Regions from separate parts of the Drosophila melanogaster genome. Here all the other regions are linked to region 3. The links are chromatin contacts, called in public Hi-C and targeted proximity ligation maps. All regions are on one chromosome and are shown on one strand. The core of a region is the stretch at or near the end of the contact, and the rest is flanking DNA. Distances in the headings are between cores, read along the strand shown. Region 1 holds the start of Sap-r (Saposin-related). Region 2 holds the start of CG1544. Region 3 holds the start of dco (discs overgrown).

Region 1 (3,181 bases), core at 86-2,585, 170 kb after region 3:
CGGTCCACTCAATTGCCATAATATCAATCTCGCAGCCAGACTTCAAGTGTCAAGTGCAGTGTCTGGCTGCAATTAACCCTCTACTACCCCATGGTACCTCGCCTAAGGTCACATAAACCTTAAATTCAATTCCTATTTAATCGAGTGCAATTTAATATTTCCACAATTTTTGGTTCTAAGTACCAAGTATTTCAGCAAGGTCTCAGTGGGTTAATCTCCGTCAAAGAACCGAAATGCACGGCAGGCGTTGCAATCCACGGTCAACACGACAGGTTTCAGGTTTCCTTCTAAGCCCCTGAACAGCCAAATCGTTGGTTTTGACACAGATATAGCCATGTTATGGCCGTATTGGCCGGATCGGCGCTTGCATTTGGCATTTCGTTGGGCAAACACCACCAGATGACCTCGACTTTCAATCGCTGTGAGAATGTGTCTGGCATTCTTTGCGAATGTATCTTCAGACGATTCTCACACAGATCTTGATACGCACCTCGGAATCGAGAATTACACGCCGATAGGCATCGCGAGAAAAATCTACTAGCCGGCCATTACGAGTGAGATGCATTTTCCCCAACATTTATGCCTGCGAGCTTTACATCTGGGCAGGCTCACATCAATTAACCCGCAATTACAATAGAATTTAATCATGTGCCTGCCAGTTCACGTCGCACAGTTGGCCAAGTTGGCCAAAGGGGGGTTAAGCGATGGGGCTGGGCAAAAAGGGGCGTATTAATAACCGCGCTAAGTTCAAGAACATCGCTGATGGTTATTGTCATAGTTTCGTCGCGGCAATATGTAATTAAATCTGCGGATTGCAATCGATTATAAATACATTGTGAGGCATTTGCGGGTGGCGAAGGCTTTGTTTGTTGATTGAGTGAGTGATTTAATAAATTGTTCCGACTTTAGGAGCAATAATTTTCTTCTACGATAATTGAAGTTATAATTTGAAGGACAACGTATTCAAGTACTCCATGTACTTAACACCCTATAGAAAGGTGGCCCAAATCTAATAGTTTCATATCGGTTACTTAATTGTTTATTATACCATTTTAAGTTTAATGATTTGCTGACCCCATTTTATGATAGCTTCCTCGGAGGTTTTTATGGCTTTTTGAAAGGCAAAAACAGATCTCTGTTATTAACAGAGTGCGGTTCGAGTCCATGCTCCCCCCTGATTGCTAAGTATACACTGGGTTGGTTTTATGCTAAAAGCATTATCCAAGTCTTGCTCCATAAGTATCGTTAAATAAATTTAACAATAATTCAATCGCTGACTGGTCGCACTATTATATCGCTACGGTATATATTTGACGAAACAGACGGCGGCCACACTACAGACAAATAAAAAATTGAACCAATCGTTGCAATTGCACTTCAGTTTTCGTTCAGAAATAAATACGTAGCTGCAAATAGAGGACTATCTCCGCCGACATTTAAGAAGTACAGTTAAAACCGGGAAAATGGAGAGAGCAGGCCTCTTGGCCGTTTTGGCACTGTGCTGCGCCTTTGGTGAGTGGAGAAGAGATGGAGAGAAGTGCGAAAAGCGACGTTGAAAGGGAACCACAATAATAGTTTAGTCATAGCTTATTGCGTATTCGTGCTGTGCACTCTGTTCCTCAACCGTTGCTCTCTTTGTTTGTTTGCTTTCTTGCAGGCGTCTTCGCCGCTGCCACGCCCCTTTTGGGCTCCAGCAAGTGCACCTGGGGACCCTCCTACTGGTGCGGAAATTTCAGGTGAGTGCAAAAAAGTGGGTGATACAATAAACGGTATATTCGGATAAATCGCTTGGTCATCGAACACCACAAAGTTCTCGAAGGCGAAAAGCTAACCTCTCTTAACCCCCCTCCAAATAGCGATATTACTTCTCCGCCTCACTTGCCCATTGTTTGCAGCGAAGACTCGTCTGTTCTGTTTTGTTCTCGGCCGATAAGACTATCACTCGAATCGGGAATCGAATCACTTTGCTCTACATAGCTCTATTCGCCGATAACCCCTGTTATTGCAAACTTAACACTAGTGCCGCTCTAATTGCGTCCCCTTATTTTGCGTTGTATTGTTTTACAGACTCGATGTTTTCTCTGAGTGCACTTTTCGCAATACTCTCTGCCTTCATATCCCATATTTCTGGATTTCCTTTGTCTGCACATTCGCTGTACAAATCAAATTAACAGTACCGCCAGTCGGAACATTTAGACGGCAGAGTTAAGCGCTCGTAGGGGGCACAACTTTATCGACACCGATTATATGCATGAGTAATCCAGAGGAGCAGATCGTTTTGACACAGCTCCCTTTTCTGTGCACCGCCAAACAAACCACATGATTGCTTTGTTTATCATTGTTAATTCGCTGTAGGCGGCAACAGTTGTTCCTTATCAACGAATTCTGACTAATCCCTCAGGCGTATGATGAGTACAGGGGAACATCCGAAAGTGCAACTTCTAAGCCTTAACACAATCACAATGCACTTGAAACCCTTATCTTAGCCATACTCACAATTGTAAATTCCTCAATGGAGTGATATTACATTGCGGCCACAAAGGATCACCTTACAGAAGCTATACTGTACGTACATATGTATGTATGTTACACCAAGATAAACTTGAAAACATTTACATGGACTGCATCATTAATAGAGTAAAAGCGATCAATAGGCAACTGAAAACATTTGTTAAGCACCCATCCATCGCTTATCGCTAGTCGTAATTCCTTTGTTTATTGATTGATTTATTTTTAAATGGCCAGGAAAATCCGCCATTTCTGGCTCTTAACCGTTTCTTTGTTTCTCAATTGCAGAGTGTCAAAAATTAAAAACGTCGCCATTGCTGTTGAAAATTCAGAAAACAATATCTGTGAATGCGCAGCCAAGTGAATAATATATACGTGGATACGTCCAGATATATCATTCATACATATGTACTGTTTATTTCCGTGCTTATCAGTGCTGATTTTTTGCTATTTAGACGCTTTTGTTTGGTATTCCTGGCGATTCCACCGCAGGCGTCTCTTCATGTTAATGGAAATTAGCACTTTCCGTTCGAATCAGTCAAATCGATTTATATTGAACAAATATAGGGTTACTTTCCATCAAAGTGTTGTGCTTTAAATGCTATTTGCTTATATGAGATGATATGGGCTTTGATTTAGTCAGCATAAGTTTGATGATTATTAAACCATTTCG
Region 2 (3,130 bases), core at 568-3,067, 140 kb before region 3:
TTACGATTGTTGTTTTTATTGCCTTTGTTGGGATATTTTATTCCCTGGTTGAGCCATTGACAACTCGTTGGCTGCTTAGGTGTTTACGTGTTAAAGTGTTATCCTGCTTACAGGATTTATATGCGATGACGCATATCACTCGATTACAGTACCCTGAAAATTCGAAATCCGTGGGACAGCTGGCATTTGCCAGTTAGACCGACCCCAAGTCGTCCTCAGAAATTTATGCAATTTCTCGACGGCATTTCGGCCATAAATCAATTTAATGTTAAAGAGTAGGTCGCTTGGACAGGAGCACAGGGTGTATGATGAATTGTATTTGCGGTGACAACATTTCAGCTTGAGCGTGTAAATATTATTGGAGCACAGCGGCGCGTCCTTTGCCAAGGATAATGATTGCCCTGACAGAAATGCAGCCAAAGGACGAACGGCAAACAAGGCGAATTATACCGATACTACACTGAGGCAAAACTAACGCTTAAAGTCAGTTTTAGTACGCTTTACCATAATTCAAAATACTGGTCAATTGGGTTTGCTTTAGAATATCTAACATACTTTTCCAAAGCCTGAGTAAATCCTAGACTTGATTTTCTCTATGTGCATCATCCTAGGCGCCTGATGTCACATGGTCAAGCGTTGAAGGCTTTCCTCTGGTGCCCAGTCAAAGGCTCCTGGCAGACTATCCAACTACCAACTACCAACTGGTGACTGGTGTCTGTTGGCCATGGTGTCGATAAGCCCCAATTGTGTACGCAACGGATGCAGGACAAGCACAAAGAAGCTCCCGTTTTGGGGTCCTTTGTTTGCCGGGCTTTGATATTTAGCCGGGTCCTTTTTGGACTCCCTGCCGTGCGTTTTGGGAAAAGATATAGTATCTCTGCACTGGACATCCGCCTCTCTTCACTTAATTAGTGCACTGCACGGGGGGTCTGCCACAATCTCCTCATTCTAATTATAAATTCGGGGTACTGGGTGTAGCGCCATATATTTCGGGTTTATCAGATTTCAGAGTGAAAACATGTGATAAGCTGAGAACGTGGAGATTAGCTTGGGTAGGTAACAGGAAAGACGGTAACATTAAAACCATAAAAAATATTCCACCAGTCAACAGGAGCTGTTCTTTCTCGATAGTATGAGAGGCATAAACAATGAACTTCAATTTAAAAAATATTTTGCGAAATTAAGTTAAACCTGAAGTTAGTGAAAATAATCCTAGGTATCCATACGTATTCCCGTATATACCCTCCGATTACAGGGTATACAAATGATATATCTTCTTTAAACTGGTTTTCGAATTCACCCACAGCAATTTGCACTTGATCTCTTGTTCAGGCTGTTGTTTTATTGCAGTTTCTGCGGGGATTGTTGTGGGTCAGCTGCTTGAATTCCGCTGATAAATAGCCGGCTGGAAAATCCGACACGAACGCACACACACGCACACAATGTCACTTCGTCGGTTTTTCTTTTTGCTTGGGTAGATTTCCACTGCCCATTCATATGAATGTTTGATCCCGAAAGACTCTTATCGATGCGATGGTTATCTCGACGGATGAGGTTTTTATTGAAGTCTTGGCAACACACTTGTTTACAACCGTACCTTGAAATTCACGCTGGGCAATCGGCTTATAGCCCCAAACGCCCTTTTCGCTGTGATAGCACCGCGATTGTGGGCGTGGCAGTTTTGCGATTCCCGCCTCCGAAAGCGCCAGATAACGCAGCATGCTGATGGATTAAAAACGAGGCGTGTATGCCGGATCACCTGATAAGTTCGCAGCGAAATCGCGGTCTCTTCTCGCCGCCGTTCGACCCAGAACTAAGGGCAATTCACTTTTGTTTGAAGCCGGGACCCCCATATTCCAAATAAACTAAATTGCTGATAAGCTGGGAAATAAACCGGGAGAGAACAAATCCCTCCGAAAAGTAGTGCCTACTTTTGGGCTGGTGGTGTGATATGATCGCTGTTAATTAACAGAGCGCTTGTTAAACACATGTATGAGATGATAATGAATTTCAAAATAGTTTCTTATCAGTTAACTAAAGCTGATAATGCAACAGGTTCGTTGGCCAATAATGGATTGCCTTTGAGAGAGGGAAGAGTTGTATCCATTAAATTAGTCATACATATGCTCAGGAATATATTGAAATGAACTGTACCATAGTTAAAAACATTTTTATATTTATATATATATTTTATACATAATTATGCTGTCGTTTGTTTAAAAGATATATGGGGTACATTTTCAACACCAATTTTCCCCTAACAATAACCACTATAAAAATATATCTTATCCTTCGATTTTTATTATAGCAATGTTTATCTGCATTATTGTTTTATAATACCCTTTTAGTCACACAAGTTGATCCTCAAAACGCTTTGATTTTATTAATTTGGAGTTCCCCACTCTGCACTTGATTTCTTCATTAATGAGGACCATGACACTTTCATGTCCTAATGAAATCCATCAGTAGGCTTTTTTACGGGCGGCTGATATTCATAACTCTAAAGCTTCATCGGAAATGCCTATTAATGGTCGGTAATGGGTCATTGTCTATAATTAAACCGGAAGCGTGCTCTCATCAATTTCGCATCACACACATACATGTTTAGGCTTTACAGCCCATTCAGCTTTTCACAAAATGGCCGCGTCATGAGTATGATTAACTGTAATGGAAGTGAATCACAAATCTGCCAGAGACCATTGTCAACAGAGAGAAATATAGGTAACGGTCCCACGAATGGGCATAAACAAATAGGTTGGTAAATTTGGAGCACAGAGAAGAGAGTGAAGCTTCCCGAAAAAGCCAAGCGGGCCGAAGAAGGAATGCGTTATCGGTGCGTAGTATTCCATTGATAAGATATGCCTAGCTTTATCTGGCCGATAAGGCAATGTTTCACAATCGAGTAGACGGCGACAGGTGAACTGAGTTTTGGCAACGCCCCGATCGGGCCGTTAGAGTTAACTTAACTTCAGTCTTAGCTGAGCGGCTCGCTGCAACGAACGTGTTTTCCTGCCTGGTAATTAAAGTTAAAATTGAAAATTGGTGACAAGTGATAAGAGAACTGATAAGCCATTGCCTTAACTGATGATGTCATCAAGTGAAAATTGTTAGAAAATGAGGATATCAGAGG
Region 3 (2,826 bases), core at 96-2,595:
GTGGGAAAGATATGCTTTGAATTAGTGTGTGTGTGTGAGCGGTTAAACGAGTTGTTTTCTCGTTTTACTTGTTGTATCTTCAATTGCCTCGTTGGATTGCTTTGTTTTCTCTTTTTCCCAGCCAATGGGAGACAAAGGCGGGTTTTTACGAAGATCTTGAACGATTCACCAATAAATTGAAAATGGAGATTTCTATAGTTGCATAAAAAAAATGCATTCTGGCTAATGTATATAAATACAGCAATGGAAAATTAAAATCGTAGGCAAGTGCAATTAATGTGATTTATTTTGTCTATATTTCATTTTAAATTGCCAGCCCCAATATCGAATCGTTACACTCTTTTCACCCCTTTTTTTGTTATCATTTTCGAGTGATTGCTTATCTACCCTACCCCCACTTAAAAAGAAACACACCTTGGCACATACTCCCAAAAAAAAAAAAACACATTTTCTCATATATGCATACATAACTGGATCTGCTTCCTTTTTTTATGTCATCGTTTCTTGGGTTACACAGCCGGAAAATGCACGATGTGAGGGTAAATGGGGAAAGCGGTTGGGCGGACTAATGGAATTCACACGTGTTTTGCTTTATTCGTATTGCTGCAATAAAAGTATACGTTTCAGGTATTTCGATACATCTGTGTAACATCAAAATTGGCATGCTACCTATAACTGCAAGACATGCCAATGAAATCCATTTTCAATTTCTATTTACACGAGAATTTGGAGCACAAGCCTGTAAAAAGAGTTAACAACTTTTCTTAAGAACATTGCAAATTAAGACATAAATTTTATTTACATATTATTGAGTTATCAAATTTGTATATTAGTATAAATATCATTTCAGAATGATTTTTTTTTTTTTGTATTGTTTATTGTATTCTCTTTGAAAATAAAATTAAGCAGATGGGCCTTTGAATGCATAATTCAAAAACTTTCAATAACTTTAGATATTTTCAATTGCATTTCTGAAATAAGGCGCCACCTTTTGTTTCGGGCGCCACCTGGATACCACTTTCGCCAACTCATCCGCTAGGTGGCGCAGCTCAAAAATATTTTTCGTCCATCTGGCAGCACTGGGTCTATGTAAGAACTAGTGTGCCCATATAACAAAAACAGCGTTGTCAACTTGGCTATTTCACAGCTTTCCAGTTACTCGAACTTTGAACTTATGGCTAGCTGCAAGGATATAATTTCGTTTTTCTTTTGATTTTCCAATACTCTTGCGCTATTTTCTTAATGTGGTACTTCGAAACCAACTTTGGACTATCTTAACTTAGTATATGAATCACAGTTTTTCACAATTACATATCTTCTAGACATTCGCTGAGGAGTAAATACCAGATGGTAATTTTCTTCATTATCGGCGCGGTCACACTGCGAATATCAAGATGGCGTAAATTTGTAAAAAATCGTCGAAATCTATGTGAAATAGCCAGAAAAATTGAAACGAAAGCGCAGCGTTGATGCAAAACGTAAGTGGTCAGTAGCGTTTCGGATCGACAGACCCGTTTGCGAGCGAAAAAGCGGCGGTTACCACGCGCAGGAAAACTCGAATTTCCCAACAGCATTTCAGTGCTCATTGAGAGTGCGAGTGTGTGAGTGAGTGCCCTCGTCTTTGTGTTGGTGTGAAAATGCTGAAGCAGGAGGGATAGCAACGTGCTCGCGGTAGAAACCGTGCGAGTGCGGGCGGGACGACTAGTGTGCACGAATCTATTGCCAGGGCAAACGACTCGCATAAGTTTGGTTTTTTTAATAAGAGTCCGAGTTCCGTTTGGTTTCGTTTAATTTTCTCGAGTTGATTGGCAACAAGATGCTAATCAATGTGGCCATAAAATCAGAGAAGAACAGCATAACCGACTCGAAGATAAACGATAAAAATAACTGAAATATGGCAGCAATGCAGTATTATTAAAATTATTGCATAAAATGCGCTTGCGTGTGGCCCCAAAAAGTGCGACTGTGTGCGTGTGTTTGTGTGCGACTGTGGCAACTACAACAAAAACAACGTCTGGGCTCTAAAACAAAGAAAATGAAAATTATTGTGGCAGAATCAATCCAATTAAAAAATTCGATTTCGATTTCAGTCGAATTAGAAGAAGGAAAAGCAGCGTCGCCAGCAGAGGAAGTGGGCAAAGCGGAATAGGAAACAAGGAATATAAGAAAAACAAGCCACGGTAAGTGCGGAATTTGTTCCACTGTGCGTTCAAGTTTCCCTTCTCCACCCGCTATCGGCTGCTCCTTATCAGCCCCGTTATTCGCAGTGCATTCGTGGAGTGCCGTTAGTTTTCGGAGGCCATTAGCGTTTGACAATTAATTGCAAGTTTCCTTCCCCTTCTGAGGTTTCCCCGTTGGTTTTGCTCTGGTTTTTGGTTTTTCCATTTGCTCTTCCCTGTTTACTTAAGCTTTTTACTTTTGTGGCGCCTGCTGGAACAACTGTTTTTTGTATCTTCTTTGTTCTCCAGTGCGTTTTTTTGCGGAAGCTTTTCGGCAGCCGCCAACGCAACGTGCAGCTGTTTTGCAATTGTAATCAATTCGTGTTTACCCGCTGGTCCGAAACAACTGCTGGATACCCTGGGAAATATTTAGTTACCAATAGGAAAGACCGCGTTTTCCCTGCTAGCCTTCCAGTAAACAAATTAAAGCTCCTAAAATTAATACCACATTTCAATTTGACTTACAGTGCTTATACAGTGATTTCTTTCTGTGTAGAACATGGGAGATACAAATAAAAAACGGTACATTTCGGTTAAATAAATCAAAGCCAAGGCGAAAACAACAACAAACACAGGCAGGTTTTGAGGTTAGAACCGCAGAGTGAGT

The links. A called contact is a pair of places that touch in the nucleus more often than the background predicts.
Region 1: a contact with region 3 is called in a targeted proximity ligation map of the Kc167 cell line, with 4 times the contacts expected there. A contact is called at or near these places in 11 of 107 Hi-C or Micro-C datasets (the D17-c3 cell line, the Kc167 cell line, the ML-DmBG3-c2 cell line and 5 more) and 5 of 7 datasets of targeted methods (the Kc167 cell line and the S2 cell line).
Region 2: a Hi-C map of the Kc167 cell line shows a contact between it and region 3, with 2.6 times the contacts expected there. A contact is called at or near these places in 7 of 107 Hi-C or Micro-C datasets (the Kc167 cell line, the ML-DmBG3-c2 cell line, the S2 cell line and 2 more) and 3 of 7 datasets of targeted methods (all in the Kc167 cell line).

What each region holds. Positions count from the first base shown.
Region 1 is chr3R:30,887,216-30,890,396 of dm6, reverse strand. It overlaps Sap-r (Saposin-related), which reads left to right and starts at 1,335. Exons shown (of 7, transcript NM_079858.4): 1 at 1,335-1,512; 2 at 1,658-1,736. The coding sequence starts at 1,464.
Region 2 is chr3R:31,195,603-31,198,732 of dm6, reverse strand. It overlaps CG1544, which reads right to left and starts at 1,817. Exons shown (of 12, transcript NM_143592.2): 1 at 1,598-1,817. The coding sequence starts at 1,721. It overlaps mesh (mesh,), which reads left to right and starts at 2,971. Exons shown (of 14, transcript NM_001170310.1): 1 at 2,971-3,016.
Region 3 is chr3R:31,059,729-31,062,554 of dm6, reverse strand. It overlaps dco (discs overgrown), which reads left to right and starts at 1,345. Exons shown (of 4, transcript NM_001276203.1): 1 at 1,345-1,478; 2 at 2,091-2,180.